Regions from separate parts of the Mus musculus genome. Here all the other regions are linked to region 3. A link is a contact called in public HiChIP or PLAC-seq and promoter capture Hi-C data. All regions are on one chromosome and are shown on one strand. The core of a region is the stretch at or near the end of the contact, and the rest is flanking DNA. Distances in the headings are between cores, read along the strand shown.

Region 1 (2,700 bases), core at 64-2,563, 470 kb after region 3:
TATTGTGAGAACTGTCACCTGTTGCAGGATTTTCCCTGTCCAATCACATTAGGGCAGTGGGAGGCCTGTGATTGGACAGGGAAAAGGGAGGAAGAGCTAAGAGACCCAGAGAGAAGGAGCATCTTAGAGTAGGGGGGAACCAAGATGGCTGGGGATGTGAACCCACGTGATGTTTTCCAGCCACAAGTAGCTATGATTTCACAAGGTTAGAAATATTGGGATAAAGCTTTTACCATTATCAATTGGCTCTGAAATTATTGAATTGGCATCTTGTAAACTGTGATATTGTTGATATATAAATCTGATTGGTTAATTAAGCTTTAAGAGTCTTGATTCTACCGAGTTACTGGGTCTTGTGATATGCAACCTCGAGGTTGGTGGTTCCATTTAGTTACTGGAATGTGGGATCCCTGATTACATGAGTTTATGGCTAAGGAAGAACTAGCGGTGCCAGGGACAAGCACCTGATCATAGCAGTGTGGACCAGGGTGGCCGGAGAGTTGGTGGGCTGGCAGGAGTGCAGGAGTGCAGTCTGGCTCATGGAGAGTTGCTAGGTTCATTTTTTAATATTACTCACAACAATCACCAAACTCTCCATTGAATCAGATAGGCTAAACTCAAAGAGCACCACAGAGAGAGCTGAGCAGCAGAGTCCTCACCAGGGCAAAGATTAGATTCTTGTTCTCATTCTCCACCCCTGAAACCTCCCTTAGACTCCCAATTTCTCTGTTGAGTTCACATGCCTAATGGCTTGATACACACTTTTGGAAGATCCACTTGGCAGCTATCAGAATCCCTCCCCTGTGACTCAGGGTGGAAGCTAGCCAAAACTAAAGCTCCTCAATATTTGCCCTACACACCTAACAACGCCCACCCCCTCTGCATTGTTAGCAATGTGAAATCCAACCAAATAATAACAATGTAAGACTATCGACCCACAGCCTGCTATAGCAAGGAAGTCAACCGCCATCACCTCTATTTGAGCAGACACTCGCAAACTTTGAGAGGTGTGGGAAAGTTGTGCAGAAAACGAGGAAGCAACAGGTGTGTCGTGACTGGAGGCTGTTGACAGGGAAGCGACTGGCAGCTGCTGGAACCTGGTGTACTGTAGAGTTGGGTGAGGACACATGCGTTGCATTCCCTGATTTCTAGGTTGCAACTGGAGACAAAAGTTGGGGTGGATGTCAGTTACTAGTCAAGTCCTGGCAATATCAGGTTGGTTGTTACAAAAGTTCCTGTTTGTCTACTTGGAATGTCACTGGAGATGGTGTACGTCTGGCTTAGAGCCACCTGGGCTGGCTAGTGTAGATAAAAGCTTGTGTTCTGTGCAGGCTATGAGTCAGAGTCCTTTTCTGATCATGATCGGGCCACTGTCTCTTGTCTATTCAGCCTCTAGATAATTAGAGTAAATAGGGGATATACCCCTATTTTTTTTAAAGTACTTCCAGAGATAAACATTTATAAATCTGATATTTAAATCCTCTCAACTTGATAAGGAGGAAATGAAGTGAAATGAATTTATCAAGATATTTTTAATAGGATGTTTTATCTACATATACTGGAGTTGCTGTTTTCATACACACATCCAGGGCGCTATGGCCCAGCCCTCCCAATCCCTAGTAACATCTTTGCAGCCGTTAGGTAGGCTTCCTCTCGCTCCCCAGCTTTCCTTGTGAGAATAAACTTTTCTTTCTGTGCCTGCTTTTTTTTTAAAAAAAAATCTTTCATTTATATTTTTGTGTGTTTGTGTGTGTGTGTCTATGTCTGTGTGTGTAGCTGCAGTGCCACATGGTTGTGGCCCACCATGTGAGTGCTAACATTTGAACCTCCACCTTCTGCAAGAGCAGCAAGTGCCCCTAACCAATGAGCCATCTCCTCTGAACTTCTCTGTGTCTGTCTCATTTCATTTAACACAAGGTCGCCCCATTTTATCTATTTTGCTAGAAATTAGAGAACTTCATTTTTTTTTCATGCCTGAGTTATATACTCCATTGTGTATGTTTGATACATCTTACTTATCCATTTGTTTGTTATGGACACTTAGATTGATTCCAGGCCTTGGCTATTTAAACGGTCTTGGAGTAATCATGTGAGATGAGCTGGATCATTTAGCAGCTAAGAGTGTGCGTGTACGTGTGTGTGTTCACTTTTCATCAAGTATACTCATTGTACACTGGTATTGTACTATGTACTGACATTTGTATATATTGTATGTGAACACAATCTGCTTCATACTGCCTCTACTTCCCCCACCCCCACTTCCACGAGAACTCTTATTTCCCCAGATGGTTTTGCTATTTTCATATTGTCACCATCTAGGAGTCTTACCAGTTCATTTTCTCAATGCGTTATAGAATTAAAAGGCAGGAAAAATCCTGAGTGTGGTGGGTAGCTGTGGAGAAATCTCACACACCGTGAACAGAAGAAGACAGAATCCATAGTTAGGAACATGCAGCGGGCATGTGGGAAAGAAAAGAAAAAAAGACCCTTGGCAAAGCAGAGGTGGAAGGGGACTCTTATCTCTTCTCACGGACTGGGGTTCTTAAAGTCTAGGAAGGGTCTTCTCCTAATTTATCCTTGTCCAGTTTGAAGAAAGATTGAATGGTTGATTGGCCCACAGCTGTTGTGTCAAGAGTCTTGATGCAGTCTTGAACTCCAGTCCATAAGCAGGGGCTTACTAATGGATGGAAAAGCCTACAA
Region 2 (2,700 bases), core at 76-2,575, 300 kb before region 3:
GGAAAAGAAAAAGACATGAGAGGAAGTGACAGTTCAATAGGCACCAATTCTATCCATAATGCAATGGGAAGTGATTCATTGAGGTGGCCGTCTACACGGAACGAAATGTTCTAGTATTTCAGAAAGTAGGAAAGGCTCCTTTAAAGGATAAACAAGTAACAACTTTGGCAGATTCTAAATAGAATAAAAACGCCTTTTAAAAGGAAAGAGTCTATTGTCCAAATTCTTCCAGTTGCTGGTGGTTGCTGGTGGTAACACAGTAACAGCGTTAGGTAGCCCCACAAGGAAGGGGTTGCGGGGCTTGGGGCTTGGGAAGGAGGCTCACTGGCTGAGCTTCCATGTTGTTCAAACATGACGACCTGAGTTCTCATCTCAATCACTCAGACAAAAAGCTGGACATAGACACACATTCCTGTAACCCAGCACTATGGGAGACAAAGACAGGGGGGACACTGGGGCTTACTGGCTGCCAGTCTAGCTCCAGGTTTGGTGACAGACCCTGTTTCAACAGTATAGGACAGCTTACGTGCTCCTCTAACCTCCACACAGACACACAGACACAGACACACACAGGCACACAGGCGCACACAGACACACATAAACACACAGAGGCATACACACAGATATAGGCACACACAGACACACATAAACACACTTACACACACACACACACACACACACACAAGGGATTTTTACAGGCTCATATAAATGTCACATTTAGCCAGGTGTGGTGGCTCACATCTTTAATCCTAGCACTCTGTGAGGCAAAGGCAGGCAGATCTCTGTGAGTTCAAGGCCAGCCTGGTCTACGAAGTGAGCTCCAGGACAGCCAGGGCTACACAGAGAAACCCTGTCTTGAAAAACAAAAATAGCAAGCAAGCAAACAAACAAACATTTAAAAATCTGTCTCAGCATCTGTCTTGGCAACTTCCAAGCTCCCTTCAAGTACATCTGCTTCCTAACACCCACATACACACACACCCACACACACACGCACTTCTCTGATACTTGGTGACTCTTCTGACTTTTTATTGCCTCTTACACACACACACACACACACACACACACACACTTCTCTGATACTTGGTGACTCTTCTGGGTTTTATTGCCTCTTCCTGCAGGCAAGCCCTTTCCACAGAGGACTAATGACCAAAGTCACCAATAATTCCACATAAACAACATCCTAGCCCACTGACCAAACAAGAGTGATTAATTTTCTTTAGGAATGCTGACCAGAACAACCCCACCTCCACTTCCTCACCCCTACCCTACCCTGTTACATGCACCAGGGAGAGCACACACAGAGCTCTGGTCACTGACCCCATGCCTCCTCCATCTTTGTACCACTTCCTGCACTGGGAACAGCTTGTATACAACTTCCTGGTACTGAGCATTTCATCTGACTTTTGGTCACAAGCATTTTGCCTGAGCCATTTCTAATGTCAAACTTTTAATGAAGTCATTATTCAGTAATGTACCTGTGAGTCCTTGGTAATTGTCATCTCCAATGTTGCTATATATTGAAACATAATTGCTCTTTTCGTTCAATGTTACTTTTTAACAAGTTTCTCCTTAAGACAGTTCTCAGAAGGAGACTGGCAGGTCTGTGTTGAAATCAGCCGCAGCACCACCGCATCTTCCTCTGCAAGAGCTGTCATGGGTGCTCACTGGCTGGTTCGCAATGCCAGTCCTCCACTGCAGTCTGACTTCCTCACTTGCGAAGACAGGCTCTCCTGGCACTGCCGGGCAGAGCTCCTAGCCTGAGATACGTGCTTACATTTCTAGAGCATACCTCAGATGGTAGCTTTTCAGCGTTGGTGACTCGTGGGGAGGCTGAGGCAGGAAGACTAGGAGTTCACTGTCAGCCTACATGAAAACGAAGTCCTTGCCTCAACTCTCCCCCCACCCCAATACACACACACACTACTGTCTCAATTATTGTAAGTATAGAATAAAAAGAAGAGGAACAGATACATCTTTGCAGTCATATACATATACATTCACATATGCCTTTACATACATATATATTGAACATTTGTCTGCTACTCCACTGAGATTCTCTCATTTCTGTCTTGACAAAAAGGTCTCAATAAATCTGAGGGACTTTCCTCATAAAAAGTAATCATGTGATCGGTTGTTGGTCCCTTTTGAAAAGTACTGTATTTTCAAAGACGAGCCACTCACAGAATTGCTTCCTCAATGTTGAACCCACAACAGATGTCTGGATACCTTCCACAACCCTTCCACTTAGAATTCCCCGCAAGGGAGCCAAGCATTTCCACCCTTTTAAGTCTGCACAGGTGATCTAACACAAAGCCAGGATGCGAGGACCAAATAAACCAACCAGTAATGAGGTATTAATGCCAGCTATTTTGAGCCCCTGATTTAAATTGCAAACAAACTCCACTGGGGACCTGCTCTTCCTCTCTCTGCCTTAGGCTTCCTGCCACACTCCATGATCTCTCCCAGTTCCCGGCTCACTTTCTCTGAGACTCTAGATCAATCTTAGGCCTTAATCCCAGCTTGGCCAGGAAAGGGTCCAGACTCTCAGGCTCCGCAGTCACCACCAGTTGTCTATTTATGAATTTCAGTCCCTCCCAAATCACACACATTTGAAGACAAGTTTAAACGCAGCCTGGAGTTGGAAGGCACAGAGCCTGGTGCCTCCAGGACATCAGAAGGGCGTGTGCAGAGGCAAGC
Region 3 (2,727 bases), core at 69-2,568:
ACATCTTCACCGGGAATTGCTCTTACTGATAAAATTCTCTAGGGTGAATTCTGGACCCCGAGTGTACACAGGAAAGCTAAACTTTATCTCTGCAGGATGGTTAACAGTGCCTTTGACTTGATTCTGTCACACAACAGTTTCAACAGGTTTTTAGGTTTTCTTAATCACCAGCTTCATTCGTCGTCATTACAAGAGAAAGGTCCCTCAGAAAGTCTTGTTTCATCAGAACAAAGTATTTTAACACCTCTAAATCACTGCGAAATACTTGCACACAGGAACACCACATTTCCAAACCTATGAAGATAGCTCACTGACACTGGGAGAGACAAGGCTGCCATTCATTGCATTCCTAAGCGGTTATTTACCCAGTCCCTTGCTGGTGCTCGGCTCTGTGAAGAGCTTAACGAGACATCATCCCAAACTTCGGTGTGACGTGACGGGCACTGAACAGCCAAGTAGCACAGGATGAAGATGCCAGGGAAGCGACAGGATCAGAGAGGAGGGCAGGGGACGCTGCTGGGCTGGAGGTAGGGAGGGAACAGCCTGGGTTGGGGTGGCCAGGCGACAGCGTGGATTGCAAGAGGACAACTAGGAAAAGCTAGAGCGTGGAGCAGGGGGTGAAAAAGCCAGCGCCTGACGAAAAGCCTGTAAAGACACCTCCGAGGTGAAACAAAAGATCCGAGGGCGCTGCAGGGCAGGAGGACATCGCAGAGTGACTGAAAGTGGAAGCACTTAAAGCCAGCCAGGCTCGGCTAGCCTCGGGGACGCGGGCTTAGGGCGTGGGAGTGTGTCCCGGGCTGGCAGGCCGCCGCGCACGTGCAGCGGGCGGAGTACTTCATCCGTGCCAACTACGCACGAGTTCTTCTCGGGACTGCAGTCTCTCCAAAACATCTTTATTGTCGCCCACGGAGCCTGCCAGGAAAGGCCACGACCAGAGAGAGCGCGGCCAGGGCGCAGGGGCGGGGGTGGGGATGAGGGGGAAAGGGGTGGAGCGAGGACTGAGCACGGCGCGTGCGCGTAGCGCTCCGAGCGGCAAGAGGGCGGGGCAAGAAGAATGTTTCCCAGAAGCCCCGGCCACTCGCAGACGCCGGAGCTCCCGCTCTCCAGCCGGGCGGCGTGCCCCGCCCACCACGTCCGTCCGTCCGTCGCGGCTCGCGGGCGCCCCCTGGAGGTCCGGGGGAGTACGGCAGCGCCCGCGAGCAGGTAGCGTGCGGCGGGTCCAGCCGCCCGCCCGCCCGCCCGCCCGCGTCGTCACCACAGTGCGCCGACCTGTGGCGGCGCGGCTGAGCCCCGCGGAAGGAGGGAGGGAGAAAGGGAGGGAGCCGCCAGACACGGCGGGGGAGGGGAGCGGCGGTGGCGCAAGCGGCGCGGAGCTAGCGCCGCCTGCCCGGGTCTCCTGCTGCGTGGCTGCCTGCGTGCTCCCGACCCGGCCGTCCGAGCCAGCCCGCGGGCCGCGCGCGCTTCCGAGCGGCCGGAGGAGTCCATGGTGCAGAACTTAGCGGCGGACTGACGGAGACCGGGCCTCCTGCGCCGGCGCGGCCGCGGGACCTCGGCCTCAGGTAAACACGGCGGGCCGGAGAGAGCGGACGAGGCGCCCCGGGGCGCAGCGCAGCGCGGCGCGGCGGGGGCGCGGGCCGGGCGGGCGGGCAAAGTTTGGGGCTCGCGCGCGGCTCGGGCGGTGTCTTTCGCTGCGAGCAAAGTTGGGAGCCGCGGCCCCGGGCGGCGCGGGGCGGAGGTCCAGTTTGGGCGCGCGCGGGGCCTAGGAGCAGAGCGGGGCGGCGCGGGCTGCGGGGCCTCGGCCGAGGCAGGAAGGGGCTCCAGGCCCGGCCCGCAGCTCCCCCACCCGCAGTGGGAACGTGTCGGCCGTGCTTCCGGGCGCTCCCAGGCTGGCCCGCTTTCCCGTGGAGTTCGCGTTCGTCCCCGAGCCTCCGGGTCCCGCTTGTGAAACCAAACTTCACTAGGCTGTGACCTCCCCGGCGCCTGAACGAGGAAGCGCTGGCCGGCGCCTGGCCTCGGCCTCTCCCTCCCTCCCTCGGCGGCCGCCTCCCCACCCCCGCCGTCGTTTTTAAAACCCGCTGCCCGGGCTGCCCGCGGTCCAACCGGCCGGGAGATCGAAACTCAGCCCCGCTCAACCCCGCCTTAGAGCCGGGGACTGAGTACCGATTAGAAGATTGGCCAATGCACGCTCGTCTTCCGCACGGATCTCGAAGAATTTAATTTAAAAGACACCTGGTTGCAATTGAGGGCAACAGTCCCAGATTGAAATGGTGACCTACACTCCCCATGCGTTGATCTGTACAGTATCGTATTCCGGTAGTCCGGCTAATCATCTGCGTGTGTGAGGTAGTAAACAATACAGAATGCAAGTTTTACATGCTGATCGTACTACGTAAAACCGCGGCTGCTTCTCATTCATTTTGGATTACATTTTGGCTACCATCCTTATATACTAGCAGCGAACTAACGAAAACTGACGAGAAAGTTTTTTAGTATGCCTTGACTAAGATATGGTAGTATTCAAATTTCCCCCAGTTTGGGCAGTTTTCTCTGAATTTTGGGGAAAGTATATCAATAAGTACGTTTTTTTTCATTTTTCAAGGAAAAGATAACTCATGTATGATTTATTTGCCGCAGCCCCACAACAGTGAAGGCAATAGATTCTTAGCCCTTTCATTTAACCGGTATTTTTAATAAAATTTTATTGGGTAATTCTGTCTCTCCACACCA
Region 4 (2,700 bases), core at 13-2,512, 320 kb before region 3:
TATCTGGGCTGAAGTGTGGGAACAAACTCTTGGCAAACTTAGAAATACTTTTCATGTTGTCTTAACCTGGCTGATGATTGCTTTAGAACAAGTATCCCACTGTGGCTGGACACTTGATCTGCAGGATTCCTTAAAAGAAAGGAGCGGGTGGCAAGAATGTATCAAACGCTCCACAAAGATACAAAACGTTCTGGACGTGGCCTAGCTCTCAAGGCGCTGTCAGACTAGGTAGGTCACTTAAGTGCTTCTAAAAATATGGGACAGGGTAACTTTCCTGGCCTTGCTTTCGTTAGACACTAGACCAATTAATAGACAAGAAATAGTCGTCATCAAAGTTTGCTTTGAGAAAAATTGCAATATTTGCTCAGTTTTTATTGTGTGATGCTTTTGCATGGAGTCTTCCATTCAATTTCTTTTCCTAAATTCAGTGCTAAACTGCACACCAAGGTTTGTATTTGTATTTTTTTTGAAACATTATGTATAATAGAACCATTTTCTAAATCAGGCGTTATGAGCCTTCATATTTGTTTGTTTTCCTTTGTAGTTGTAAATTTACAGTGTGTTTCTGCTAATGCTCTCAAGTATCCTAGTCTCCCCCCCCCCCGCCCCGTCCCCCACTCCACCCACACAACCCCTTTCCTAGTATGTTGACCTTACTAAATGCAAGAATATCTCTTGGAAGCTGCTTACGTCCAATAGCACTTTCTAGAATTCCACGTATCATTTGTTAAACATGCTCTTACATTCTTCTCTGCCAAAGGCTAATAGTTACAGATATAGCATTGAACAACACAGACAGTCCTGTCTCCACAGAAATGACTGCCAAAATAGATTTGGACAGGAACCCAGGGGCGCCAAACGGGAGAGCAATAGAGAATCCGGCTGTGGCCAAAGCCGAGACTTCGGCAAAAGGGGAGGCTCATCCTAGAAGCAAGAACCAGCGCGATACACAAGCTTGAGTTCTGGGCATGCGCAGTTCGCACTGGAGTTCTGAAGCACCTGGGCCTGCCTGCTCCTGTGAATGCCTGAGCATGGTGGGTGCTCATCATGCAGGGGCAATCTAATGTATTCCTTGAATAGCATCAGTAGACATAAGCCATTGCGGTCTTAAGCTTTCTATGCAGATCTGGGGGATTTTGTTTTGTTTTTCACTTAATTCTGTGCAGCGTGTGTATCTAGACAGCCAAGCCTAGCCTTAGCTCTCTGGCCCTGACCTCCACGTCTTGTACCCCAGCATGCAGATAAGCACACTGTACCCTACTTCCTGCTAGAAGCACCCCCTACTTTGATGTGGAGAGTCAGGGGAAGTGTTTCAGTTCTCGCAGTTACTAAACCGTGCAAGGGGAAATTGGTGTAAGCACACCAAAATGCTAAGTGCACCCTGGCCTGGTTGCACAGAACTCCGGCTCCGGGCAGCCATCAGGAGCGCTGTCAAGACTGTAATGCACAGGGCTCCATGTTGGAACTCTCAACCCCAGAGGCCAAGGGACCATGGAGGAAAGGTGTTTAAAGAGTGCCACCTCGTAATGAGGAGGATGAAGGGTCAGACTCCACTGTTGAAGACAAATCTTTCCACCAAGATCCGCTGCAACAAAGATGATCCAGCCCATGCCGCTGTCAAAAGGCGCGAACAGCAAATCCCTTTAAATCTACCAATCTTAGTTAGCTTTCTCTGGGGGTGTGAGTGGATACAGACCCCCAGTGAAGCCGACCTCTGCTTCTCACCCCTTATGCCATCAGGTGGACAGAATTCCAATGGGGTGAGAAGCAGAGGTCGGCTTCACCGGCAGCAAAGGATGAAGTAAGCAGAGACTAAGAAAAACATCGTTTCTGTTCTTTCTTTGTAATTCGTGGAAACCGGGAAGATCAGTAGAGCCACAGAAGACTGGCTACCACCGTGTCATTTCCATTAGTCTTTGTGTGTCAGAGTGAAGGGAAGAAGAACATCACTGTCACACTGAAAGAAAGTGGCCCATTTGTTCAACATGGCTGTCACGTCCCTCCTGACTTCTCAAGGTGGTCATAGAGTAAGCTAATTTCCATTTGGTGGTATGGAACTTTAGTCCGAGTGTCTTTGTTTTGAGCCTTGCTAGAGGCTATTTGGGGTCAGCACAGAAACATAATGGGGGGGGGGGGACTTCCTATTGTGTTTATGGAACAGTGTCCTAGAAAAGTAAATTATAAGCCAAGGAAAGAAGGACATTTTAACCCTGAAGTACAAGAAAAATTGCCACAGGACCAGCAAGACAAGTCAGAAAGTAAAGGACACTAAGGCTGGTGACCTGAAGTCAACCCTCTGGAGCCCGCATGGCAGAAGGAAGACCCATCATCACAAGTTGTCCTCTAACTTCTGCATGTGCCCTATGCTGTACAGGCCTCCCTCATCCAGTAGATCGATAAGGAAACATATTTAAAATATTTTAAATTAAAAAAAAAATCCATTGCTTCAAAGAATAGAACGGCCATTGTTGTTATGCTTATGAACTTATAGTGTAGTTTTAAAATCAGTGTTTCTTTTCTGCCTTTTCTTCTCTGAAGGCATGAAAAAAAAAAAACCCACTCATTGTACTAATTAAACCCTACCTGAAGATCTGGTTCATACTGGTTTCTATTCTTTGTAGGGGACAGGCCGAGAATAGAGTATTAGAACTACTAACAAAGAGGGAGTGGGGAATGAATTATTAACAGAAACAACAATTC

What was found. Promoter capture Hi-C pulls out the DNA fragments that hold promoters and counts their contacts. HiChIP or PLAC-seq counts read pairs in DNA pulled down with a chosen protein or histone mark.
Region 1: a FOXA1 HiChIP or PLAC-seq map of pancreatic cancer cells shows a contact between it and region 3. The contact joins the enhancer-like site here to the promoter of Scaf11 in region 3. A contact is called at or near these places in 5 of 39 promoter capture datasets (hippocampal neurons, liver, pre-B cells and 2 more) and 1 of 115 datasets of contacts at active chromatin or transcription factors (pancreatic cancer cells).
Region 2: an H3K27ac HiChIP or PLAC-seq map of microglia shows a contact between it and region 3, with 4 times the contacts expected there. The contact joins the enhancer-like site here to the promoter of Scaf11 in region 3. A contact is called at or near these places in 1 of 484 Hi-C or Micro-C datasets (muscle stem cells) and 4 of 115 datasets of contacts at active chromatin or transcription factors (bone marrow-derived macrophages, large pre-B cells, microglia and 1 more).
Region 4: a contact with region 3 is called in a promoter capture Hi-C map of neutrophils, with 3 times the contacts expected there. The contact joins the enhancer-like site here to the promoter of Scaf11 in region 3. A contact is called at or near these places in 2 of 39 promoter capture datasets (neutrophils and stem cell-derived epiblast-like cells), 1 of 484 Hi-C or Micro-C datasets (muscle stem cells) and 2 of 115 datasets of contacts at active chromatin or transcription factors (bone marrow-derived macrophages and memory CD8 T cells).

Annotation. Positions count from the first base shown.
Region 1 is chr15:95,988,299-95,990,998 of GRCm38.p6, reverse strand. No RefSeq gene overlaps it. Among named protein-coding and RNA genes, the nearest start is that of Gm41389, 78 kb to the right of the region's middle. Within about 2 kb of position 1,313, at least 14 of the 459 cell types and tissues checked have an H3K27ac peak or open chromatin away from gene starts, as enhancers often do. A contact at or near this core is called in pancreatic cancer cells, where this site is marked.
Region 2 is chr15:96,756,621-96,759,320 of GRCm38.p6, reverse strand. No RefSeq gene overlaps it. Among named protein-coding and RNA genes, the nearest start is that of Slc38a2, 58 kb to the right of the region's middle. Within about 2 kb of position 1,325, at least 99 of the 459 cell types and tissues checked have an H3K27ac peak or open chromatin away from gene starts, as enhancers often do. A contact at or near this core is called in bone marrow-derived macrophages and microglia, where this site is marked.
Region 3 is chr15:96,459,434-96,462,160 of GRCm38.p6, reverse strand. It overlaps Scaf11 (SR-related CTD-associated factor 11), which reads left to right and starts at 1,318. Exons shown (of 15, transcript NM_028148.2): 1 at 1,318-1,559. Gm41408 reads right to left here. Exons shown (of 2, transcript XM_030248866.1): 2 at 1-2,117. The coding sequence ends at 1,252.
Region 4 is chr15:96,777,028-96,779,727 of GRCm38.p6, reverse strand. No RefSeq gene overlaps it. Among named protein-coding and RNA genes, the nearest start is that of Gm32564, 40 kb to the left of the region's middle. Within about 2 kb of position 1,262, at least 72 of the 459 cell types and tissues checked have an H3K27ac peak or open chromatin away from gene starts, as enhancers often do. A contact at or near this core is called in memory CD8 T cells and neutrophils, where this site is marked.